Linked DNA regions of Mus musculus: regions 1, 2 and 3 are each linked to region 4. Evidence: chromatin contacts called from public promoter capture Hi-C data. All regions are on one chromosome and are shown on one strand. The core of a region is the stretch at or near the end of the contact, and the rest is flanking DNA. Distances in the headings are between cores, read along the strand shown.

The links. Promoter capture Hi-C pulls out the DNA fragments that hold promoters and counts their contacts.
Region 1: a contact with region 4 is called in a promoter capture Hi-C map of pre-B cells, with 3 times the contacts expected there. The contact joins the promoter of Aar2 here to the promoter of Cdk5rap1 in region 4. A contact is called at or near these places in 2 of 39 promoter capture datasets (the C10 cell line and pre-B cells) and 1 of 9 other capture datasets (liver).
Region 2: a promoter capture Hi-C map of pre-B cells shows a contact between it and region 4, with 5 times the contacts expected there. The contact joins the promoter of Manbal here to the promoter of Cdk5rap1 in region 4. A contact is called at or near these places in 2 of 39 promoter capture datasets (erythroid cells and pre-B cells).
Region 3: a contact with region 4 is called in a promoter capture Hi-C map of liver, with 4 times the contacts expected there. The contact joins the promoter of 4930405A21Rik here to the promoter of Cdk5rap1 in region 4. A contact is called at or near these places in 2 of 39 promoter capture datasets (liver and pre-B cells) and 1 of 9 other capture datasets (liver).

Annotation. Positions count from the first base shown.
Region 1 is chr2:156,545,129-156,551,307 of GRCm38.p6, forward strand. Aar2 (AAR2 splicing factor homolog) reads left to right here and starts at 2,448. Exons shown (of 4, transcript NM_026661.4): 1 at 2,448-2,755; 2 at 5,521-6,179. The coding sequence starts at 5,565.
Region 2 is chr2:157,363,748-157,369,520 of GRCm38.p6, forward strand. It overlaps Manbal (mannosidase, beta A, lysosomal-like), which reads left to right and starts at 3,847. Exons shown (of 3, transcript NM_026968.3): 1 at 3,847-3,893. Gm39974 (a long non-coding RNA gene) reads right to left here and starts at 1,434. Exons shown (of 3, transcript XR_866905.1): 1 at 432-1,434.
Region 3 is chr2:156,716,512-156,722,566 of GRCm38.p6, forward strand. It overlaps 4930405A21Rik (RIKEN cDNA 4930405A21 gene), which reads right to left and starts at 4,398. Exons shown (of 4, transcript NR_040505.1): 1 at 4,195-4,398; 2 at 374-502. The region is part of intron 7 of Dlgap4 (DLG associated protein 4); the gene reads left to right.
Region 4 is chr2:154,369,933-154,375,937 of GRCm38.p6, forward strand. It overlaps Cdk5rap1 (CDK5 regulatory subunit associated protein 1), which reads right to left and starts at 2,787. Exons shown (of 14, transcript NM_025876.2): 1 at 2,749-2,787; 2 at 704-1,023. The coding sequence starts at 1,004.

The DNA.
Region 1 (6,179 bases), core at 1,198-3,697, 2.2 Mb after region 4:
TCTAGAAAGACTTTGCATTATGGTTGACCAGTGTTCTAGAGATTGGATCCTATGTTTGCAGCTAGACTTCTTCCAATCCACAGAACAGCTGTCTGCCATCAAGAATTACCTACCTCACATACCATGGGTACCAAAGTTGAGAAATGGTGCTTTGGATGAGTGTAGCTCACAAAGCTGGGTGTTCCAGGCCAGCATCTTTCTATCCTGCAACTTCCATGTCCAGTGTTAAATGCCCTGGGACTCTAAAAATATGGAGAAGCCATATGAAACCACCTGGAAGCTCGGAGCCCACACCACAGAGTTCAGCACCTAAGAAGGGAGTAGAGAGGGGAGGGGGAAGGAGTTGAGCCAGTTCCCAAGGGAAATGGAACTGATAGGGAAGGTTGAGATTGACTGCCTGACTCACCTCTGGCTAACCTGTGGCAGCCCACTGTGATTAACTATGATTGCCCTGTCTAGCCTAGTCTGCAGCCCCCTAAAACATGAATTGTGAAGTTGTGAGTGGGGCAGATTGATGTGGTCAGCTGTCGCTGGGGAACAATGACACACAAGAAGCAGCAGCACAGGGGCTAGAACTCCAGCTGCTTTTAGATCACATGGTTTGTTTGTTTGTTTGTTTGTTTGTTTGTTTGTTTGTTTGTACTCTTGGGGTTTGTGGTGCCTCTGTGAAGCTCAGTTTCCTCTTTTGTAAATTGAGAATCCTAATTGCCAAGTCTTTATCCCTATACTTGGTCATTCTTCTCCCAGAATTGTAGCACCAGTAAAAAGATGGAGGACATATCTATCAGCAAGGGATAGGAACAGAGATGGGAGATTAAACTCAGATCAAGCCCTTTACCAACCCGGGCTTATAGATATGCAGGTATGATGCAATCAATCAATAGCCAGTAAAGGGGGCAGAGGGACTCCCGTCCTTTCTGGGAATAGCAAGGCTTTTCCAGGAATTTGGGCATGCTTTTATGGTTTCTCTCCATTGACAACCATCAGTGCTGTAGGAAGGCCACTTAAGAGGCAGGTGGGCAATAGTGAAGTTGGAGGTTATTTGTCTTCTGCTCTGTCAGCCATTGTAGCTACAGCCAGTCTTGGTAAAGTCACCCGAAGAAGAGACTGAAGGCCTTTGAGAATCCTGCCTTTATAGATAAACAAGCTTACAATCAGGTCGGGAAAGTTGGCAGTACAAGATTAGAGGAGGGTCACATCTTGGCTATGGTTAGTGAGGAGATTAGAAGTAGTATCTATGTATCTCCCAGTAGCTCTGGCTCATGGTGGAGTTCTGATGTACAGAACCACTGAGCACAAGGTTAGTGTACTGGCTCTTCCTGGTTGTCAACTTGACTATATCCGGAATGAACTACAATCCAGAATTGGTAGGCTCACAGTGACCCTAATCTGGAGGCTGGGAGATGCAAGTGTCTGACCTGGATAATGGCATGGAAATCTTGAGGCATAGTGGTTATGAATCCGAGAAGATTAAGACAGGGGAGATCTCTGAGTTTAAAGTCATGTGGGACAAAGCAAGTTCCAGATCCAGGTGTGATGGCACACACCTTTAATCTGGGCACACACTTTCTGCTGGAGACCTACATAAGGACATTGGAAGAAGGAAGATTCTCTCTCTCTCTTGTTCACCTGCTTGCCTTGTGGGACTGAGCAACTGCTAGATCCTTGGATTTCCATTCACAGCTGCTGCTCACCATTGTTGGAGAGCTGGACTACAGACTGTAAGTCATCAACAAATTCCCTTACTATATAGAGACTACCCATAAGTTTTGTGACTCTAGAGAACCCTGACTAATACAGCAAGGCCTATGGATAGTCATTTACTATACACATCATTTGATTTGTTATTAAATACACAGTACATTTATGAGGGCTATGTGCTAGGTTCTAAGGAAATAGAGAAGAAAAAGACAGTCAGGTTTCCTCACTCAGTGCACATTTATAGCTTGACTGCTGTATTCTGTAAGGCCTGGAAAACACTGGGTGGTCATTTCCAGAGGAACTGCTGTGTTTGCGTTTGAAGGGACTGGTTCTCCCTTCAGGCAACAGCCTTGGTTCTGAAACTAGGGATGAATGTGTCTGGAAGCCGGGACTTGGAGATAATAGGGAACTTTTGACATGGTGACCGGCATAGGAAATGTGGCTAAAGAGGACCAACCATGACTGAGCCAGTCTGTGGCTACTGTGTGCCAACACCTGAACCATGCTTTGGCCAGCCCGTGTCTGCTTGAGACCAAAAGGACTGTGGATGGTGAGTATGTTTCTGGACGGGGATATAAAGTGGATAGTTTAATTAAAGTCGTTATTTATAATTCGGGAAGTAAAACGAAACAGTAAGAAGAAAATGAAGTGCTTATCGTGAGGAACCTGGAAGCACGGGCCATTTCTTCTGAGACTCGGGGCTCCGCCGGACTACTTTTTCCGTAGCACCTATCCGGCACCAAAGCAGCCGAACTTCCGTCCCGTTTCCGCGGAACCGGAGCTTGAGGTGCTACGGTGAGTGTCGGCCCTCGGTGCGCCTTTCGGCCTCCGGTTTCCTTGTGTGTGGTCGGGCCACCTCGCTTCTTGTCTCAGAATCGCGCTGGCGGAGTCTGGCTTTGTGAGCTGGTGTCTGAGGAGGCCTTTCTTCCTGAGAACCCGTCCCTGAGGACACCGTGGTCAGGGTCTCTGGGGCTCCCGAAGGAACTTCCCCCCACACCCCTTTAACTGTAACCAGAGAACGAGACTCACTCGAGCTGGATCTGCGTGGCTTCCGGTAAGTCACCTACCCGGCTTCCTGGCTTTATTTAAAGTGCATATTATCGTAAGTTAAAAAAAAAAAATTAAGCTTCGTGTGTATGCTAGGCATCAGGGACTCGAGTCTTGTGGGCATGACAGTCTTCAACCAAGTACACAAAGTTACACACCTGTCCCTGGAACTGAACGGCAACAGGGTAGCCAGAGTGTCATCACCAACATTTGACTTAGTCCCGGGTCGAGGAGGCTTTACTAAGATTAAAAAAAGAAAAATAATTGTGTGACCAAGTGCTATGGGTAGAGTTTTCTCTGGTGTGAGGGTAAGAAAGAAGCCAGTGTGGTTAGAACAATCCTTCGGATTGGGGTGGTATTAAATTAGCTGAAGAGTTGCCCAGGGAAATTCATGCAGCGTTTTCGGGCCATTCCCTAAAGCCAGATAGAGAACGCATTGAGGACCAAGTACTCTCCACTCTTGGAAGGCGGTGAATACGCTGAGGAGTTGTCTCTGTATTGCAGGCTTGTGAAGAGTATTCGTTTGTGTTTCAGACTTTTTTTTTTTTTTACTGTGAACTACAGTCACAAGACTTTTATGCTGTGATCACATGTATATACAAGCACATGTCTTCTTGGAACCATTCCTATCCTTGTTACTTGTGGCATTCCAATAGCTTAAAAGTTCTCTTCTTGGTGCTGGAGAGATGACTTGGTGGTTAAGAGACTTGTCTGCTCTTCCAGGGGACCTGGACTCAGTTCCTAAGGGCGCCATGGTGCTAAACCCACCTCTAACTCCAGTGTCAGGGAATTCAGCATCCTCTTCTGGCTTCTGTGTAACTTTTCTCATTATTTCAGATAGCTTTCTGTCTAAAAATGATTTCCTTCCTTCTTTCTTTCTTTCTTTCTTTCGTTTTGTTTTGTTTTGTTTTTTCGAGACAGGGTTTCCCTGTGTAGCCCTGACTGTCCTGGAACTCACTTTGTAGACCAGGCTGGGCCTCGAACTCAGAAATCCTCCTGCCTCTGCCTCCCAAGTGCTGGGATTAAAGGCGTGCGCCACCACCGCCCGGCTAAAAATGATTTCTTAACTCAAGATACATCTTGCAGTTTGAAAAAGAGTGCTAATTTAGAGTCTTTTCTCCTGTTTTTTTAGGTAAAGACAATGAAGTGTGCTCCTAATATTTTTTTGTAAAAGGATTTTTTGTTTGTTTTAAATAAAAGAGTAAACATCAAGCAGCACTCGATTTTTCTGCTTGTGTATTTTGAGGCCACTTCTGTGTAAAATACAAATATCTGGTTTTCAGTAGTCTTATTCTGTGGATATTTCTTTTGGGGCCCAGTAAAGATCCTGGGTAGTGCCTGTAATCTGAGTGTTTTGTCAGTAGGATGAGTAAGTGACTTAGTACTCAGTTCAGTAAAAGTTGAAGTACTTGATTGGCTTGCATTGATTGGTTCTTGCTGAAAACATTCTTACAGATACTGCAGAGACGACAGTGTCTGCTACACAGTTGTTTTTAGCATCGAGTGCATGTGAGTGCATGATGGGGTGGTGGGTCATATGCTGGGGCAAACATGTGAAGGTTAGACAGCTTTGTGTGCTCTCTTTTCTCCTTCCACCCTTGAGTGGGCTCTGGCCATCGAAGTGAGGTTGTCAGGCTTACAAGGCAGGTGCCTCTACTCACTGAGCATTTGCCAGCACCCTCAACCCCTTTGCTTTTAATCAAAGTGTCTTTATAGGGAATTTAAATGTGGATAAGATAAAGAATCCAAGCCTCTCCTCAAGCACTCACTGTAGACCTGCCATGTCAGTCTCTGGCGGGATTGTGACTCTGGGGAAGTTGTTTGATCCCTGGACTTTCAGTGCTTTTGTTTTGTGATTGTTTGCTTGTTTTTAAGACAGTGTCTTGTGTATGTGTCCCAGGCTGGCCTCCGGTTCACTGTGTACTGAGAATGACTTTAGTGTCTGATCCTGTGCCTCTGTCTTTGTCTATCACAGAATTTTTTTTGTAATCGTTTTTGTGGTTCCAAGGATCCTTTGTGTATAATGGACAAGCACTGCACCTGATGAACCGCGTTCTCACCAGCCGCTTGGTTTCATTGTTGATTTCTGAGAAGACCGTCTCTAGCAATCAAGGGTGATTTTGAACTCCAGATCAAGGGTTGGGAATACAGGCATGTAGCACTGCACCCTGGCAAGTTGTTTTAAACTAAGAGCCCAGCCCTTTGCTTTCCCTCATTTCCAACTAGGCTTTTGATGAGTGAAAGAAGGGAGTTTGAAAAACTCTCCTTCGCTCCTCAGACTTTTTGTTAATTTTAGATGCTCATGGAAAATTAGGTAGCCAGTTTGATTTGGTCATCTTATGGTACTCTCCAGTAGCAGGTTTTAGGTAGAATTGTAGCTTAAGGCGACTTTTGCATTCTTCTAATTTAAAATGAGCCATTTGAGCCGTTTCTACCTTCCACTGCTGTTGAAAGAGGGACATCTGATGGGCAGTGGACACAAGCCTGCAGTACCAGCAGGCAGGTTTTATTTTGGTACTGTGTGACCACCTGTCTTTAAGTGGTGCCCCTGGAGTGGTGGAATGAAGACTCTTGATCCTTAAATCAAAACCCCCAAATCTCTTTGATTCTGATTTTCCTCATCTGTTAGACAGATGCAGGGTTGCCATGGAGATTAAAGGGAGTTAATTTCTGTCAGGATCTAATTCAATATTTGACATAGAGAATGTGCAAGAAATAAAGTATTCTTTTCCCATATTCTGATCAACTGTTTCTGTCTCTCTTTCTCTGTAGGAGACAGAAAAGAGCCCTGCTTTTGGTTACCCTCCACTGGCTTCATGTCTTCCATGCAGATGGATCCAGAGTTAGCCAAGCAGCTCTTCTTTGAAGGAGCCACGGTGGTCATTCTGAACATGCCCAAGGGGACAGAGTTTGGCATTGACTACAACTCTTGGGAGGTGGGGCCCAAGTTCCGGGGTGTGAAGATGATTCCCCCTGGCATCCACTTCCTGTACTACAGCTCTGTGGACAAGGCCAATCCCAGGGAGGTGGGCCCTCGCATGGGCTTCTTCCTCAGCCTGAAGCAGCGGGGGCTGACAGTCCTGCGCTGGAATGCAGTCCAGGAAGAAGTAGACCTGTCTCCAGCTCCAGAGGCTGAAGTAGAAGCTATGAGAGCCAATCTCCCAGACCTAGACCAGTTTCTGGGACCTTACCCATATGCTACACTCAAGAAATGGATCTCACTCACCAACTTCATCAGTGAGGCCACCATGGAGAAGCTGCAGCCTGAGAGCAGGCAGATCTGCGCCTTCTCAGATGTGCTGCCTGTGCTTTTCATGAAGCACACCAAGGACAGGGTGGGGCAGAACCTGCCCCTCTGCGGCACCGAGTGCAGAAGCTACCAAGAGGGCCTAGCCCGGCTGCCCGAGATGAGGCCCAGGGCTGGGACAGAG
Region 2 (5,773 bases), core at 2,597-5,096, 3.0 Mb after region 4:
AACAAACAAACAAATGAGAAATGGAGGAAGATTCCTAACATTGACCTTTGCTCTCCACAGACAGACAGACAGACAGACAGACAGACACACACACACACACACACACACACACACACACACCCCTGCACAGCCACAGGTACACACAGACATACACTATATACAAACCACACACAGAGCCGGGTGGCGGTGGTGCACACCTTTAATCCCAGCACTTGGGAGGCAGAGGCAGGTGGATCTCTGAGTTTGAGGCCGGCCTGGTCTACAGAGTGAGTTCCAGGACAGCCAGGGCTATACAGAGAAATCCTGCCTCGAAAAACAAAACAAAAAAACAAACAAACAAAAAAAACTAAAACAAACCAAAATAAAACAAAACAAAACAAAAACCCATACACAGAGACAAAGAAAACAAAACAAGTAAGTGCAGTGCTCACCTTGTCCTGTGTTGAGTCATGTCAGACATTTTTCTGAGTAGAAACCATTCCCATCCCCGTGCTTTCTCTCTCAGTGCAAAAAGAGACTGTGCATACATTATAGTTAGAGAGAAACCAGTCGTAGAGCTCTGCTGTGTGCTAATGGCTGGCATGCAGGGCACAGAGAGAAGCTAAACTCAGCTGGAGTCCTCTAGGTACCTCCAGAGAGTAAGAAGGAGGCTGTGCCTGCAGCAGCCACACTGGGCGTTTCTTTTTACATTTGGAGACAGATAGTAACGGGTTTCAGAGTACATGTGTTAGCATGTACCTACATCACCCGTATCAGCGTATTTCCCATATTACCTGTAGTAACATGCCAGGGCTGGCCGTACATGTCACACACTAGGTGACTTGAGCAGCAGACATTTATTAGTTCCAGCAGCCAGGAGCGTGAAACCAAGTAGTCTGATGGCACTCGGGAAGGCTTACGAAATCTGTTCTACAGCCATCTCGGCTCCCAGGGCTTGACGGTGGAATTTTGGTGTTTCTTGACCTATAGGAGCATCCCTCCATGTTTGCCTTCATCTCCACATGACATCCTCATGTGTGCATCTGTGTCCAAATCCACTTCTTTTTAGATTAGATTTCAGCATTCATCCTATTGACCTCATTTTTCTCTTAAAATATATATTTGTGTGTGTGTGTGTGTGTGTATGTGTGTGCGCACATATGTCTGCATGTTGTGGGAAGGGAAACATATGCTATGACATACATGTGGAGGTCAGAGAACAACTTAGTGGAGTAGGTTCTCTCTTATTTTTATGTGTTTTCTGGGGATAAAACTTAGGCTACCAGGCACATGCACGTATGCAGCAGCATCTTGACTAAATACACCATCTCCTTGGCCCTCTTTTGTTTGTTTGAGACTGGATTGCTTTATTTAGTCCTGGCTCTTGCTACGTAGACCAGGCTGGCTTGGAACTTGGAGTTCCTTCTGCCTTTGCCCCTCCAGTGTTGGGATTAAGTGTGCACCTCCATATCCATCTCTCTCTCTCTCTCTCTCTCTCTCTCTCTGTCTCTGTGTCTTTTGACAAGGTTTCTCTGTGTGTCCTGGCTGTCCTGGAACTTACTTTGTAAAACCTTGCTGACCTCGAACTCACAGAAATCTGTTGGTCTTTGCCTCCCAAGTGCAGAGATTTCAGGTGTGAGCCACCATGTCCAGCTGATTTACTTTTATGAAAATCCTCACTCCGTAACTTAGTAAAGCTCATTTCCTATCACGACAATGAATACAGCAAAAGGTGGCAGACCTCATGGTCTATATGGCCTCCAAAGAGTAAAAAGGCCCGGATCACCAACCCCAGGAAGCACAGGAGAGGGAGAGGCCCTAGGCTGCTGAGGAGTCCCTGTCCCAACTCAGCCCCAGCACTAAGACCCATCACAGTTTCTATCCTAGACCCGTGGAAGAAGGGGAGGGGCTTAGGGAGCCCTATTCTCTTGAACACCGTCCATAAGGTTCACTGCAACCCCTTCCCCCACAAAAATCCTGCCTCCAAATAGAATCACATTCTGGAACAGTAGAGGTTAAGTTCTGATATATCTTTGAATAGAGGGTAAAGAATTCATAAAACATCTTTTTTTTTTCTGGGTGTGGTTGCTCACACCTTTAATCTCAGCATTAGGGAGACAGAGGTAGACGTATCTCTGTGAGTTCAAAGCTAACCTGGTCTATATATCTATATAGAGAGTTCCAGGCCAGCTAGGATGACACTGTGAGACCCTGTCTCAAAAATAAAAAACGCTCAAGCAAAAATGACTGTCTTTATCTATCCATACATATTGGGCACTTTTAGGGCAAGTCCTGTATTAAATATTTGTTCTCTCCAGACCATATATATGTGTGTGTGTGTGTGTGTGTGTGTGTGTGTGTGTGTATGTATATATAATATAACATAACATATATAATATATATAATGTTTTGTCTGCATGTATGTATTTGTATCACATGTGTGCTTGGTACACAGAGACCAGAAGAAAGCTTCTGGTTTCCTGACATTGGTGTTATAAAGGATTTTGTGCCATTATGTGGGTGCTAGGAACCAAGCCCAGGTTCTTTTGGAAGAGCAGCAGACACACTTAACCACTGAGCCTCTCTCCAGTCCCTAGTTACTCGTTTGTTGCTGTTAGGCTCCGATAGAAGAAACTTTGCAAGTTTGTTTTGGCTTGGGTTGTCGATGACCGTCTATGTCTACCATTGGGAGGACCTCACAGCAGCAGGAGTTTGGAGCAGCACGCTTGAGGATTCTGCCTCAGAAGTAGAAAAGAAAAAGGAAAAAACAAAAACAAAAAACCAAACAACCCAAAATCCATCTACACAATTGATTTTGAGGCTGGGCATGGCTCAGTGAGTGAGAGTGCTTATTGACTAAACATGAAGGTCTCAAAGACCCAAAGTAAAAAGCCAGGCATGGTCACTCATACATCTTTAACGCCAGTCCAAGGCAGAGGAGAGGAGAGGATGGATACGGGATCCCTGCGGCTTTCCCTATCTCAAGGGAATAAGGTGGACTATAATAGAGCAAGACACGTGATATACTCTGGCCTCAGCAGCCATAGGTACATGCATGTGAGTGCATATGCCACACCCGTACCCACACCAATACCCACCCGTGGCACACATAATTAAAGGATTTAGGGGTCAGGGCCACATCAGCTGACCTAGAGATAGTTTATCTGGCTGCCAAGCTGAGTTCGTTGGCTGGAGGCTTGATAACTGCCCACGTGAATCTCACTCTGCGGGACTTCCCAGGAATGATCAAGAGCGAGGAAAGAGGAAGTCACAATGTTTTTCTGTCTTAATCTCGGAACTCAAGCTCAGTATTTCCCCAAAATTCTATGGGTCACATTGGTCAGCGTGGGAGACTGTGAAGGCTTGACTATCAGGCACCAATCACATCACTGCCCATTAAACTCCATTCCTAACTGGTCTGCCGCACTTATTTCAATGCTGATTTTTGCCTTCCAAACATTTATCGCATTAAGGATTCCCTATCTATTATGTGACTTACTGACTATAAACTCCATGGAAGCAGAGATGTTCACTGGTCTCTTTTTAATTTATTATGGTGATTTGTTTTTGTCTGAATTATAGCATGGTAATGTTTGTCCTACCCCTTATATTGTAGATTTCTGGCTCAGACTTAGAACTGAGTTCTAAACTGGGGGGAGACCGGCTGTAATCAGGAGAATTGCCCCCAGTTCGAGGCCAGTCAGAGCTACACTGTTGAGACCCTGTCTCAAATCAAATAAAAAATTCATTAAAGCTTCAACCTTCGGTGTCTAATTAGGGGAGAGCAGGAGGAAGACGGCGAGGAAGCGGTGGACCTGGTAAAACCCGCTGAGCGGAATCTGCTGCTGCTCCCAGCACATCGCTTCCGGGTCACGAGGGATCACTTCCGGTGCGGCGGCGCGGCGTTCCGGGAGGTAAGTATTGAGGCTCGGATAACCCGGCCGAGGCTTCCCGGCGGGCGGGATCGGGGCGGCGTTGCGGGTTACAGCGGCTTCCGGGGTTGCGGAGGGCAGTTATCTGTAAAGGCAGTCTGCGTTCCGAGGAGACTGGGGCCCTCGCGAGGGTTGTGCAGGGCCAGGGCCCAGCCTGCCCTGCGCCGGGACCAGCCGGGGCTTGGCTTGTCGGGTGTGCCCTGGATGGCTGTGTTACCTCGGGCATCTCGATCTTCCTCTCCCGGTCACTTTCCTTCCCCGCAGAAGGCTCCCTTGGGCCTGTGCGGAGGATGCGAAGGCCGGGAGCGTATCAGTGCTTAGTTGCAGTGTGTGCTTGAGAGAAAACTGCCAGAGAAAGGGATGGGGAATGCGATAGCCTCCCCGGTGTCTGCGGTTCCAGTGACCTGACACCTGGAAATAGAAAGTGGAAGACTCCAGAAACAAACCGCGCATGGCTTTGAATTTGTGTGTTTTGAGTAGCTCAGTAGTGGAGACTCACCCAGCGTGCTTGAGTCCCATGTTCAGACCCCAGAACTGTTCTTCCCGGCCCTAAGATAGTAGCACGATGAAGTTTTACCTCTTCCTGCTTTACACGTAGGTCATCGTCTTGCTTGGCGTATCCCTCTGTATACGCTACCCCCTCATTAGTCACGTAGGACAGCTGCCTGTGTAACCCTCATATCAGCACAAGAGTAGTAATGATAGCCTTTGGGGTTTGCTGAAAAAGGTGCTATTTTAAACAGCCTTTTTTTTTTTTTTAAAGGAAGATTCTTAGGCTAAAGTTGCTAAGCTATTTGGTGAGAACAAAATTTTTGTTGTTTTTCCAAGACAGGGTTTCTCTGTGCAGCCCTGGCCATCCTGGAGGAGCTCTGTGGGTTGGAGGCTAGCCTGGTCTACAGAATAAGTTCCAAGTCAACCAAAGCTACACAGAGAAACCCTGTCTCGAAAAAAAAAAAATCAAAATTAAAAATCAGAGCTGGTGATATGGCTGAGTTGGAAGAGGGCTTACCCAGCGTGTAAAAGCCTTGGTTTTTATCCCTTGCATCCTAAGTCTGGGGGTGGGGCAGAGCATGCCTATACTGTTCTGGGCTGCATAGCAAATTTGAGGGCTCCATGGGAACTTTGCTGAAACATCAATAAGTGGTAGTTTTGTTTTTGAACCTCACATTGCCAAGGTTACAGCCATAGTGTGTAGTAAATGTTTACTTAGTTAGGATAGAGATGGCATCGAATTTGTGAGTAGAAACGGACAAAGACTGCCTTACGCTATGTGAAGGCTTCAGCCAGGCCTCCCCTGAAACAAGAGCACAAAGCCACTTCCTGGGAATAAGGGATGGTCACACAGGTTAGGGATGGATTCGTTCTGAAACCAAAATCTCCATAGCGGACGTCACTGCCAGTGTGGAGGTCTCTGCTATAGTCCCAGCAGAAGAACACATGAAGGCAGTTTTGAAGTGCCAGCAAGTGGGGAATTGGAAGGCATGTGATGATGCAGCGCCAGCAGTGTGGACGTCATCAAATGTTGCCAGTGTGTTTCAAATTCTATGTGCCCCAAAGGACACCATTATTAACTATGATACTGGGATGGAACAGAGCATTAAAGCCACCCATGTGATCCCTTAAGGACCATATTCCCTGCAATCATTATTGATAGAATTAATAACTTCAGATTAATATGCCATTAAAATATTTCTTTATTTTTAGACAGGGTTTCAGTTTTGGCTGGCCTGGAATTCAGCATACAGACCAGACTGGTTTAGAACTCAAAGAGATCTGTCTGTCTCCCTAGTGTTGGGATAGAAACTGTATTCTGTCCCAAGCAACTGCAGCGTCTTCTTGAAAGGTTTTATTAACTGAAGTTT
Region 3 (6,055 bases), core at 3,148-5,647, 2.3 Mb after region 4:
TCCTATCTCTGAGGGGGCAAAAACAGTGGATCCATAACCAGTCGGCCAGCCAAGCCAAATTGGTGAGTTTCTCAAAAGTAAGGTACAGACCGAAAATGATACCCAACTTAGACACACCCATCCACATGTGTATGTGCACACACGGGTAAGTGTGTCACACTCCCAAAGATGTGAAGACAGATGTACACTGATACTCTCCTATATACATGTGCATACCTAACTCAACACGCCCCTGCACACCAAGCACATGCCTGTGTGTCTCCATCAAAGCTCACACCCAGACACCTGTGAAGAAAGCATGCCTTAGAAACAGCGCAGGTCCCCACAGTGACCCCACATATCTGCTCCTCTCAGGCTCAGCAGGCACACTCACCTGCCACCTAGGAGAGCCGGAGCCACCAGATCGCCAGGCTTCTGGCCAGAGCTGCAGCTGGTCCATGTAGTACTTTTGTGCCGAGTTAAGAAAAGGACACTGCCCCTTATGACACTCTGCCACCATCTGCTGAAAAGTCACCAGGATACAGTTTCTATTAGAATAAGGTCCTTTGCTTTCTATCTGCCGGGGGTGGGGTGGGGGGGTGGGGGGGGTGGCGGGGGAGTCATAGCAATTACATAATTTCATCATGTCTATATTGTGAATAGCACTCCACATACGAGCGCATCCTTAATCTGTGTAAAACTTGTACAACCATACATGGAAGTTCTGCTTATAATCACCCACCTCTACGCAGGCACACACCAACACAGCCAGTCTCCCTACTCAGAACCCGAGTTGCAGAGAGGCATGGAGCTCTTTGTTTCTCCAAGGAGCGCATGTGCTCACAGACCAGATGCAGGCAGGTGTGAAGATGGGGGTGCAGGGGAGCTCCTAAGGCAGTGGGCACCTAGCAGAACCAACTGCTCTGACACGGCGGGGGCGGGGCATGTAGCTGCCCACCCACTACTCGAAGCTTCCCAGCTCCGTTGTGAGCACTGCCTTCCTCCCTCCTCCTTTCTGACCCAGTTTCCACATTCCAGAAATAGCTCTGGCAGGTGACTGGCAGGCGGGTCAGCGGTGGCTCAGCTGCCACTTGTACACGCCCCTCCCCAGCCAGAGGACACCTGGGAGGGGGCACGAGGGCCGGGATATGACCCTTTGGTCTGCCTCTCATCCTGCCTCTCCTTTCTTTATGCTCCTGAGAGGAAGCAAAAACAGTGACAAGGCTCCCTGCCGTCTCTTCCCTCAGCTCCCCCACTCCAATCATCGCCTTCTGTTTCTCCCAAAGCCCTCTGTCTCTCTTCCTTTCCCCAGTTTTGGGCTTTCCCCTCCTCCCTTCTGTGTCTCTCCCACTCCCTCTGAATCACACCACACAGATTCAGAAGCTGAGATATCACACAGGGACCTCAGCAAGTGGCGTGGGGGTGGGGGGAACTACTGTGTGGCACCCTGGTCCTACCAATTACATTCTCTATATCTTCAATTGTGATATGGTCACACAAGAGCTTGTGTGTGCGCGTGTACACACACACACACACACACACACAGATACATACACTTAGGGTCATTCTCCACCCATATTGGAAGCTCCAGGCTGAGTTGGACAAGTTCCAGTCCAGAAAACATTCCAGCTCCTGCTCAGAGGCCCAGGGTACTTTCTTCAGTGCTGTTGTGGCACTGAAGAGGTACGTGTCCCTCCCTGGGCCTCATATTGGTTATCTAGATCTTGGTTGTGACCAATGGTCTTTATCTGTGACCATCCAAGTCACAGGCTGCTTTCCCCCTCTTTTTGTCCTTTTTCTCATCCCTTAGAACTCATCTGGTTTCTTTCATTCCTTTCCCTGCACGCACACACACAGGAAGGGAGTCTGACAAAATCCCTTGTTCTGGTCTCCCAAACCTGGTCCACCCTAATCTCTGGTTATCACACTGCAGATTCCTGTCAGCTCAGCCCATCCAATCCCCAGAGTGTCGGGGCAAACATCCTGTAATTTGAGTGTCATTTCTTACCCCTGAAGCTAAGGTTTGAGATTTAATCTAAGTTAAAGTAGAGTAAGTGCATCACTGCCAATTAGTGATGTCTGCTATGGCCAGAATTACACATACCTGCCATTCCTGACTTAACCTAGTCACACACACACACACACACACACACACACACACACACACACACAATCACAGCAGCGGGTGGGATGGTTCACAAAGCCACTACAGCCTAGAGGAAGTGTCACAGTCAAGGTTATTCAGAAAATAGGTCAAGGAGATGTTTCTCAGAGCCTTGGGTTCTTCATTGTCCTGTGGGGTTAGGAAGGAAGCCACACAAGGACTTGACAAAGAACAGAGAATCATCTGGCAGTGGGAACAAGATGATTAGAGGCTGTCATACTGGTCAGGCAGGGGACACTGGTCCTCTCCGGGCCATAGGGTCAGAGGGAGTAGGATTCAGGAGGCCTTTCTTGGACAACTGCCAGCATTTCCTACTGCTGAAACAGGCACCTCTGCTCAGAGCACTGGGCACAAGGCAGGCTTCCTCCTTACATTCCGCCATGTCCCCGTCCCAGATTGTCCTAGTGAGGGTTTCTGTTGCTGTGACGACAACACCATGACCAAAAAGCAAGTGTGGGAGGAAAGGGTTTATTTGGCTTCCAGATCACAGACCATCATTGGAGGAAGTCAGGACAGGAACTCGAGCAGGGCTGGAACCCGGAGGCAGGAGCTGGTGCAGAGGCCATGGACCTTGCTGCTTACTGGCTGGCTTCCCCTGGTTTGCTCAGCCTGCTTTCTTATAGAACCCAGGACCACCATGAACTGGGCCCTCCCCGACTGATCACTAATTGGGGAAATGCCTTATAGCTGGATCTCATGGAGGCATTTCCTCACCTGAGGCTCCTTCCTCTCTGATGACTCTAGCTTGTGTCAAGTTGACACACAAAAGCAGGAATGCACAGCTTTTCACTGTTCAAATTTTCTTTTCTTTCTTTCCTTCTTTCTTTCTTTCTTTTTTTTTTTTTTTTTTTGGTTTTTCGAGACAGGGTTTCTCTGTATAGTCCTGGCTGTCCTGGCACTCACTCTGTAGACCAGGCTGGCCTCGAACTCAGAAATCCGCCTACCTCTGCCTCCCAAGTGCTGGGATTAAAGGCGTGCACCACCACGCCCGGCTTCAAGTTTTCAAGGGATTTACCAAAATGGTGACCCAAAGGGGAAACCAGCTGCCAGTCTATCTGGAAAGGACCCTTTACCCTCTCCTAGAAGCCCAGGCTCATGCAGGAGGGTCTGAGGCCTATGTGCCAGTGTTACACCTCAGGCCTGGGTCAGCCAACTGCTCCTCTATGCTAGCCTGACTTGGGCAAGGACTCAGTCAGTCACAAAATCGTCCCCATACACACCTTACAGGACCTGAGGCGGGGGGCTGGGAGGGGGGTGACCAACAGAGAAGGGTGCTGACATTCCTCTAGGACCAAGGTCTCAGACTTGGTGAAGTCCAAATTGAAGCTGCCAGTGAGTTAGTTCTTCTGTTCAAGAGAGTGAGCTGGATCAAAGGGTCAAAGACTTGCTGGTGAAAATTCTGTCTCTGCCTGGTTTCTCTCCAGGGGATACTCAGCACTGGGGAATCCCAAAGAGAAAGGGGGACTTGCCCAAGGTTATGCAAGAAGTGTTACTGAATCGAAAGGACACAGCAACACATGAGGTGTCATAGCCATTCAAGAATTTACTTTGTATTTTCACCTAAAGCAAATGAAACTGAATAGCATGGTGTAGCCAACTCCTGCTTTTAGAGTGCTTAGCACAGTGCTGGCATCAAGTAAGTTTGTTGCTTTTGCCATTATTGTGTCTTAATGCAAAAGGTAGACTGGAAACAGTGTTACCTTCTTCATTTCCCACAGTCCTCTGTCAGATCCCAGTACAGAAAGCAGGCAACCAGCGGGCTTGCCAGGCAGCAAAGATCTGTGCTTGGCAGAACCTTCTGTAAATGGACTGTCAGTCTGTGGGCGGGGAGGGGGCTCACTCGGTTGTCACATTTTACAGAGGCACAGAAAGGTTAAGCATCTAACCTAAGGTCACACAAGTGGGATACTGAACCCGTCCTTAGGACCCTTGGGAGCACAGCAAGGGATGAGGCAAAGAGGCAACTAGAAACTGCGCGGCTGAGTAGCTAGGACCCGCGTGCGGGACAGAAAGCCCACGGTGGGCTCTCTCCTCAGCCTCAGTTTCCCTACCTACAGCGAGGCGTCGCCACCAGGGTGAGCCCGCAGGGACGGACGGCCACTCCAACTCCCGTACAGACCACGCATTGCGTTCCAGCTGGAACCGGTTTGGCGGGGCGGTTCGAGAGGGCGGAGCCCCTCACTCGGGCATGCGCGAGTTGGCGCGGGCGCGCACTCCCTTTCAAGACCGGCCGGCCAGGGCGTGGGCCGCGCGGTACGCGTGCGCGCTTGCGCTGTGTCCCGCTTGCGCGCGCCCCCTGGCGGCCCCGGAATCCCGGGCGACGCGCGCGCGGCTGACGCGAGGGGCGGGGCCGGCGCGGGGCTTTAACCCGGAGGCCCCGCCTCTCGGGCGTACAAAACCGGAGCCTCGGGCCGGGCCGCGTGAGGGAGGAGGGTGAGTGCCCGCCGCTGGCCGCAGCTGCCGCCAGTCCATCCGTCACTCCGTCCGTCTGTCCGACCCACGTCGTCGCCGCCGCCGCCGCCGCCTCCTCAGCCCGGACGCCCGGGGCCCGCCCAGCGCCACCCGGAGCAGCCGCGGCCCCGCGAGGAGACGGGCGCCGCCTCCGCCCGGCCCTGCCCTGCCCCGTCTTCCCGTCTGTCCGTCTGTCCGTCCGCCCGCTCGCCCGCGCTTCCGTCCTTCTGTCGGGCCACTGGCCCTCGGGCCCGTGTCTCCGCTGAGCCCGCTTTGTCTCTCCCTAGCTCGCTGTCTCTTTGTCTCTGCTCTCGCGCTCTCGGCCCCTCCCTCGCTCCAGGATCTCGGGTCCCCTCTCCCAGCGCTCCTCTCCTCTCTTACAGCCACGGGTTCTGGCACCCCCATTCTTCTGGACTCCCTAGATCTTTTGGGGCCTCTCCTTCAGAACACACTCCACTCCCCCAGGCCTTTCCTGAGCTTACCACACATCTTGAGGGTCCTTCTTGATGCATGTGCCCCTGATTTCCTGGGGGTTATCTCCACCTAGTCCGCATTTCCCGGAGGGTTTCCCACTTCTCCGGAGCCTCCCATAGCTATCAGAACCTTTTACATCCCTTAGTGGTCTCCTTGAACCCCCAGTGTCTCCCCAGCTCCCTAACTTAAGAACCTCTGCCTTTCCTGGATTTGTCCGCTGTCGCTGTCACTGTCTCTCCTTGTTCTCCGAGCGTCCCACTTCTCTGGACCCGGTCCCCCCCACCCCCCTTGCTCTCCCTGCTTCTTTCACGCGTCTGTGTCGGTGGTCTCATTGCTGTCTCTAACGCCTGCCTCAGCCTTCTCTGCCCGGGGCTCTTGCTCCTTTGCTTCTCTGCCCGATCCCCTGTCGCCCCTTTTCTCTGCTCCTTGTCACTCCCTCTCCCTTTTCTGTCTCTGCCGGGTCTCTGGGTCTCTGACCCCCATCCGGCCCTCATGGCTTTGTGTCTGGAGCTCTTGAAGCAATGTGAGTGGTGGGGTGTCCGGGTCGGGCCGGGCGGAGTCATCCCGCAGGCTGGCCGCGGCAGAGGCTCCATGGGGTTGGCGCTGGGGCAGGGGCTGGCGCTGGGGTAATGAGGCTGTGGGGCCTCTGGACCAGGGGAACAAGGATGGTGGGGCCAGGCTGTCTGGCGAGGGGGTTGGGGGGAAAGGGCCTTCCTGCCCTGAGGCTTCTGCTTGAGTTGCTTAAGTGTGTGGAGTGCGCCCTGGGCTGGGTATCCCTGCTGGTTTGGCCCTGCATGGCCTGGCACTTTGTGATCGCTTGTGGGCAGGCCTGGGCTATTTTGGAGCCGACAGCAGGATGTGATATCACTTGGGCGTTTATTTAGACCCAGCTGGGGGTGGGGGCTGCGTTCTTGCCAACTTGAGTAATGAAATTTTGCAGGGGGTGTGGCTTCTTAGACAGCTGGGCTATATGGTTGTGGTCAGAAC
Region 4 (6,005 bases), core at 1,537-4,036:
TCAAGTCATCACACTTAATAGCAAGCAACTTTACCTTCTGAGTCATCTTGCCAGGCCCAAAGAAAAAAAATTCTAAATCAGAAGAGGTGGCAGACATCAGTGATTCCATCAGCTAGGAGGCTGAGGCAAGAGGGTTGAGTTCCAGACTAACCTAGGCTACACAACAAGACCCAGCTTCAAAAAACAGGGAATAGGCTTGGGCAAGATGACTCAGTGGATAAGGCCTCTGCCACCAAGCCTGACTTTTAACCTCTCAACTCACATGGTGGAAGGAGACAACACAAGTTATGCCCTGACCTCCACAGCTGCCGCACACTGACAATAAATGATGTAATTTAAATGCAATCCTAAAAATTTTAATTAAAACGGGGATTGCAGTATCTCCATACATAACCAGGGAGTGGACTACAATTCACGTGTGCACAGCTTTGAGTGTTTTCTTGAGGAGATGAGGATGCTGTGGATGGAGCTCAGAGCATCACAGATGCTAGGCAACCACTCCACCACACAACTCTCCCCCAGCCCAGCCCTTCAGTTTCTTTAGAGTAATGCTACTTCGTGGGCTCTGATGGTTTTATATTAATCAACCTGCCCACACTATCAACTTCCTAAAGCCAAGAATGTAGTAAGAGAACAGCAGAAGCAATCAGGCCACAGAGGCTGCAGTGGAGCAAGGAAGCCAAAGGGAAAAAATAAAGCCAACCTTTTCTCTGCCTTCCTAGAAGTTCATCCCCCGAGAGATAGGGAGGTGGGTCCTCCACCTCTGGAGAAGATGGTTTCTCTTGAGGAACTGAAGCACTTCTTAAAAAATGCTGAAAAGTCGGTCCAGTGGCTAGCCTGGAGCTGAAGTCCTTCTGAGCTTCTGAGCTCTTCGCCTCTGGACTGGGACAAGGAGTGCTGGACACACTGCTTTGTGCTCTGCAGGTCCTAAGCAACACCCAGCACATGGAGGTGAATGGTGCTGACAACCTCTGTACTTGGAGGACACACCGTAAAGGATGCATGGCACCTGCAGCCCCAAATCTGCAAAGGAATGAAACACACCAGTATTTACGGCACACTCCATACAGGACTGCTCTGGACACTCCTCCTCGCTAAAACAGAAAAATGCTTTTTGGGGGGAGCAGGGCTCATAAGAGATGTTGAGACTTAATCTCAGGATTATTCTGGGCTGGCCTGGAACTCAACTTCCTACGTAGTCCAGGCTGGGCAGATTGTGAGGTTATGTGAGGTTAGGTTTGTTTGTTTGTTTGTTTGTTTTTTGAGATCTTCCTATGAAGTCCATACTGACCTCCAACTTTTCTCATTCCTCTCACCTCAGTCTTCCAAATGCCAGAATCACAACCCAGTTCCAAGGTACTGTTTTGTTTTGTTTTGTTTTGTTTTGTTTTGTTTTGACAGGGTTTCTCTGTATAGCTCTGACTGTCCTAGAACTTGCACTGTAGACCAGGCTGGCCTGAAACTCAGAGATCAGCCTGTCTCTGCCTCCTGAGTGCTGAGATTTAAGGTGTGCACCACCACCTCCCTTAAGGTACGTTTTATGATAGTTTACCTTAATCTAAACATGGTAAACCTATATTCCCAGTAACCTGGGAGGCTAAGGCAGGAAGATCATTTGAGCCCAGGACTGCCTGGACAACAGTGAGGGCTCTTAAAATATATTATATCTCTAATTTACAGGTGAAAATAAATAAAGGCGGCTCAGTGACATGGCTTAGTGGATGAAGGCACCTGCCACCAAGCCTGACTCCCTGAAAGCCACACAGTAGAAAGAATTCTTTTCCATAGATTCTTCTATCTCTACACATACACTATGTATGGCACATTCATGTGCATGAGCACAGGAACAAAAACCAAATAAATAAAATGTAATTAAAAAAAAAAACACCAACCTACTCTCTTGTCGGAGAGGAGACTTTTGGTTTGAGTTTTAATTTTTTTCACATTTTTATTTTTATGCATATTATGGTATGTGAACCATCTTAACAGCCCAGGTGTGAGCTTTCAAATCATCTACTTCTGCCCTTTAATTGTTGTGTGACCACGTTTTTACAAGTCAAATTTCCACCTCTGGACTACAAATGTCATATCCATTTTGGAAAAAAAAAAAAAAAAAGTACAATAGGACCTTACCCCTTGCCAGATGTTATAAGAATTACACATTAAAAACTTAGATTGGGGGAGGGGGGGACTTAGAGCAGTGGCTCAGTGGTTAAGAGCACTGACTGCTTTTCCAGAGCCTGAGTTCAATTCCCAGCAACCAAGTGGTGGCTCACAATCATTCACTAGCAGCCCACACTTCATTTCAAAGCATGGACCTTGGCCGGGTTCTGGGCGCGTCTTCATGTATGAGTGTTGGGGTGGGGAACGGTCCTTTCTGACGAACCTGGTGGAAGGATCAAAAGCTTCAAGTTTTTGCACAGCACAGCGCGGAACCACCTACCACATCCAAGCGTGTGAGTGCTAGGCGTGGCGGCGGCAACTGCGTGAGCCCCGTAGCCCCTCTCCGAGGTCTATCAGACCCCATCTCTGCTTCACAGGGCAAATACTAGGGCTTAGAAGGACGCTGTGACTTGGCCAAGAGCCGGCAGCGGGGCTGAGCTACACTCGCAGCGGTCCTACTCAAGGCCTAACACTGCCCAGTGATACCTTCTCCTAGCGCTTCTGGCTTTTCCTGGACGGTGCGAGCCCGCCCTGCGCCACCGCGGGTCACCCGCAGGACACTAAACTCAATCTCAAGCCTCTCACCTCCCACAACTGCAAGGTCCGCGTCCGAAACCGGAAACTGTCGATCTGCGTGGGTTCCCTTCTCAGGAGTCCTCCGCTGCGCGCCTAGGCGTGCAACTTCTGTTCCGCCGTGACTTTCGCCCGCGGTGTTCTAATGGTAGTGTTTCCTGCCGGCTTCGAGTCCCAGGACCCTGGCTTTGAAAAATAAAGCCGTGAGACCTACTACTTCTTTAAATGCTAATACCGCCCCCCACCCCCACCCCACCCCACCCCAAAAAAAAAAGTTAAGTAAAGCTTAAAACCAGGTAGGCGGGCTGGAGAGATGGTTCAGCGGTTAAGAGCACTGAGTGCTCTTCCAGAGGTCTGGAGTTCAATTCCCAGCAACCACATGGTGGCTCACAACCATCTGTAAAGGGATCCGATGGATGCCCTCTTCTGGTGTGTCTGAAGACCGCGACACTGTACTATTATGCATAATAAATCTTTTTTAATTAGAAAAACAAACAAACAAACAAACAGGTGGGCAGTCTCAGAGTCTGTATCTGCCCTTGCCCCAAGAGAGTAAGGGATTCTTAGGGGTGTTCTGCCCCCTGGAAAATAGGAGCTCTGACTTCTCCTCAAGCCTGTCACCCGTTAGCTCCCTCCTGCCATATGTACTTTCCTTCCCTCTCCTCACCAGACCCTTTAAGAAAAGGGCCACCATGGGGCTGGTGAGATGGCTCAGCATGTAGGACACTTGCTGTTTGACGACCTGGGGTCTAATCCCCAGAACCCACAAGGTGAAGGGAGAACTGGCTCCCACAAGCCCTCTGAACTTCACAGATAGGCCATGGGACATGCAACATCTCTCTCTCTCTCTCTCTCTCTCTCTCTCTCTCTCTCACACACACACACACACACACACACACAGACGTCTCAGGACGCTGTAGCACACTTCGGTGTTCTCAGGAGGCAAAGGCAGGCTAATTCGAAGCCAGAAAGAGCTACATAGTAAAATTTCGTAGATGATGGATAGACAGACAGACAGGCAGACAGACAGATGGAATAGAATAAATGTAAAAAAAAATAGAAAAGAGGCTAACCAGTGGTTTCTGTGGCTAGCTCTGAACGGCCTCGTCTTTCCTGGATCTCCCAGATGGCCCTGAACAGCCTAATTGTTCCTCACTACCTCCTTACCCTACTCCTGTCACATTCCTGCCCTGGCCCTCTCAGCCATTCTCCCTTCCCTGTTGACTCTAGCCAAAATACCTCTTCTCCCCCAGACCGAACCCATAGTCCCTACACTCAAGAAAATGCTGAGAACAGGATTCAGCCAGATCGGAGCCCTGGGGTCAGAACCACCCTATGTAGCATAAGTGTTTTTTCCAAGCTTCACCATAAATATTAGTTTTAAAGTGTGAGACATTTAAGTGTAAAACATTTGGTTGAAGCACAAACTGCAGGTGGACAGTTCAAAAATCTACAAGCATAGAATGAGTAGCAAAGAGGCGCCCCCTCCTGGCCTCTTCCTGTCATGACTCTCATCAAGAGACTGGGTTTGGAGGGAAGGAGTGGGGGGCATTCCCAGCCTTCCTCTTTGCCAATGGGCTTTTGTCGTTTTGTTTTGTTTGTTTTGTTTTGTTTTGTTTTGTTTTGTTTTGTTTTCATTTATGTGTTTATGTATCTGGGCAAGAAGCCGGAAGTACTTCTGTTTGGAAAGCCAGAAGCTAGAGTTGGCTCAGTCTGTAGGACACTTCCAAATGAAGCTAGAGTTACAGGCAGTTGTGAACCACCTGATGTGGGCCCAGAATCAAACTCTAGTACAATCCTCCAAAAACTTCTCAGCTATCTCTCCAGCCCTCCAACAGTTTCTGTAATATGTTACCTCTGCATTCTCTGGGTAAGACATTTTGGACCTCATTCTCCTGTTTCAAAGACAGTCTCAATGCGCGTGTCCCCTCAATACCATAACCTTCAAGAAAGTGGACATAGGAGGTAGGGTCTTCACAAAGTGACTAGGTCATAAAGGTAGAACCTCATGGTTACCTTATTTAAAAGAGCCCAAGCTGGGCACAGTGGCACATACCTTTAATCCCAGCACTCCGGAGGCAGAAGTTGTGGCTCTCTATAAGTTCGAGGCCAGCCTAGTCTACAGAAAACGTTTCAGAACAGCAAGAGAGAGAAAGAGAAAGAAAACCCTATCTTGAAAAAAAAAAGATTTTTAAAAGACTAACTCATTTTACAAATTTAAGGGTGAGTATACAAAAGTAGTCATGTGCAAAGGCTCACGCAGCAAGCAGTCCTTGGGATCCAGCCACAGTTCACGCTGATCCCAAAGCCCTATTCTTAGCACTGACTAACTCAACCTCAGACTGGCTGGGTTCCCTCTGGGGCTGTGCTGGCTGACAGTTGAATAACCATAGCCAAGTAGTGACTGCTGACTCCAGTCTCCTTGCCTGTAGGGTGGCAACTGTGTGGTGAATACATTGCAATGTGGGGAAGACATGGATAAGGAGTGGGGCCAAAGGATCTGGGGCTGTGGCAGTAGTCCACTGTGGGTTCCCGGGCTAGTGTGGGATTAAGGACTGATGAAGGTTAGAAAAAGAAACAAACTCCTCTGACTCCAGAAGTTTGGGGATCCCATGTTCTGCTCGCTTTAAGACCTGAATGTTCTACCTGCCATGATCATCTTTCATCTAATTCTGCTAGTTGGTGAAAGTTGCCATCGTGAGCACTCATTCCCCCTCCACCCCACTGTGACTGTGTGTTCTCTTCACCGCTGTCAGGCAGATGACCTGAATGGCCCATGTGATTGACTGTTCTTTGCATTCCACAGACCTACCCACAGGGCAAGCACACCCTAAGAAGCCCAACCAACAGCCCAGAACAAAAGTGCCCTGCCCAGCCCAGTAGTAGAACTGTCAATGCACAGTCCAGGCTCATGAAAGGAAATGTCTGCTGTTGCAGGCATAGAGACTGGACTGGGTTTGTCCAGGGTAGGGGTCACTGGTGTCACAGGAATCGCAGGAGAAGCTGACTGAAGCATGCCCCTTTCCACTGCATCCACTCCAGTGTCTCCTCCTGACAGAAATGAAACCACGTAAGGGAGCCTGGTCCCACTGTCCCCTCTGCTAACTCCCTGTGTCTGACCAATTGGAATCACACTTTTGATTGCAGGGGATTTTGATGAATTTCTTCCTGCTGAGGATAAAGACCTCTCAACGTTGCTCTCTGCCACATCACTGGGGACTACAACAGATGTATCCTAGATGCTTCTGGGTGAGCAATTGGTTGGTGGA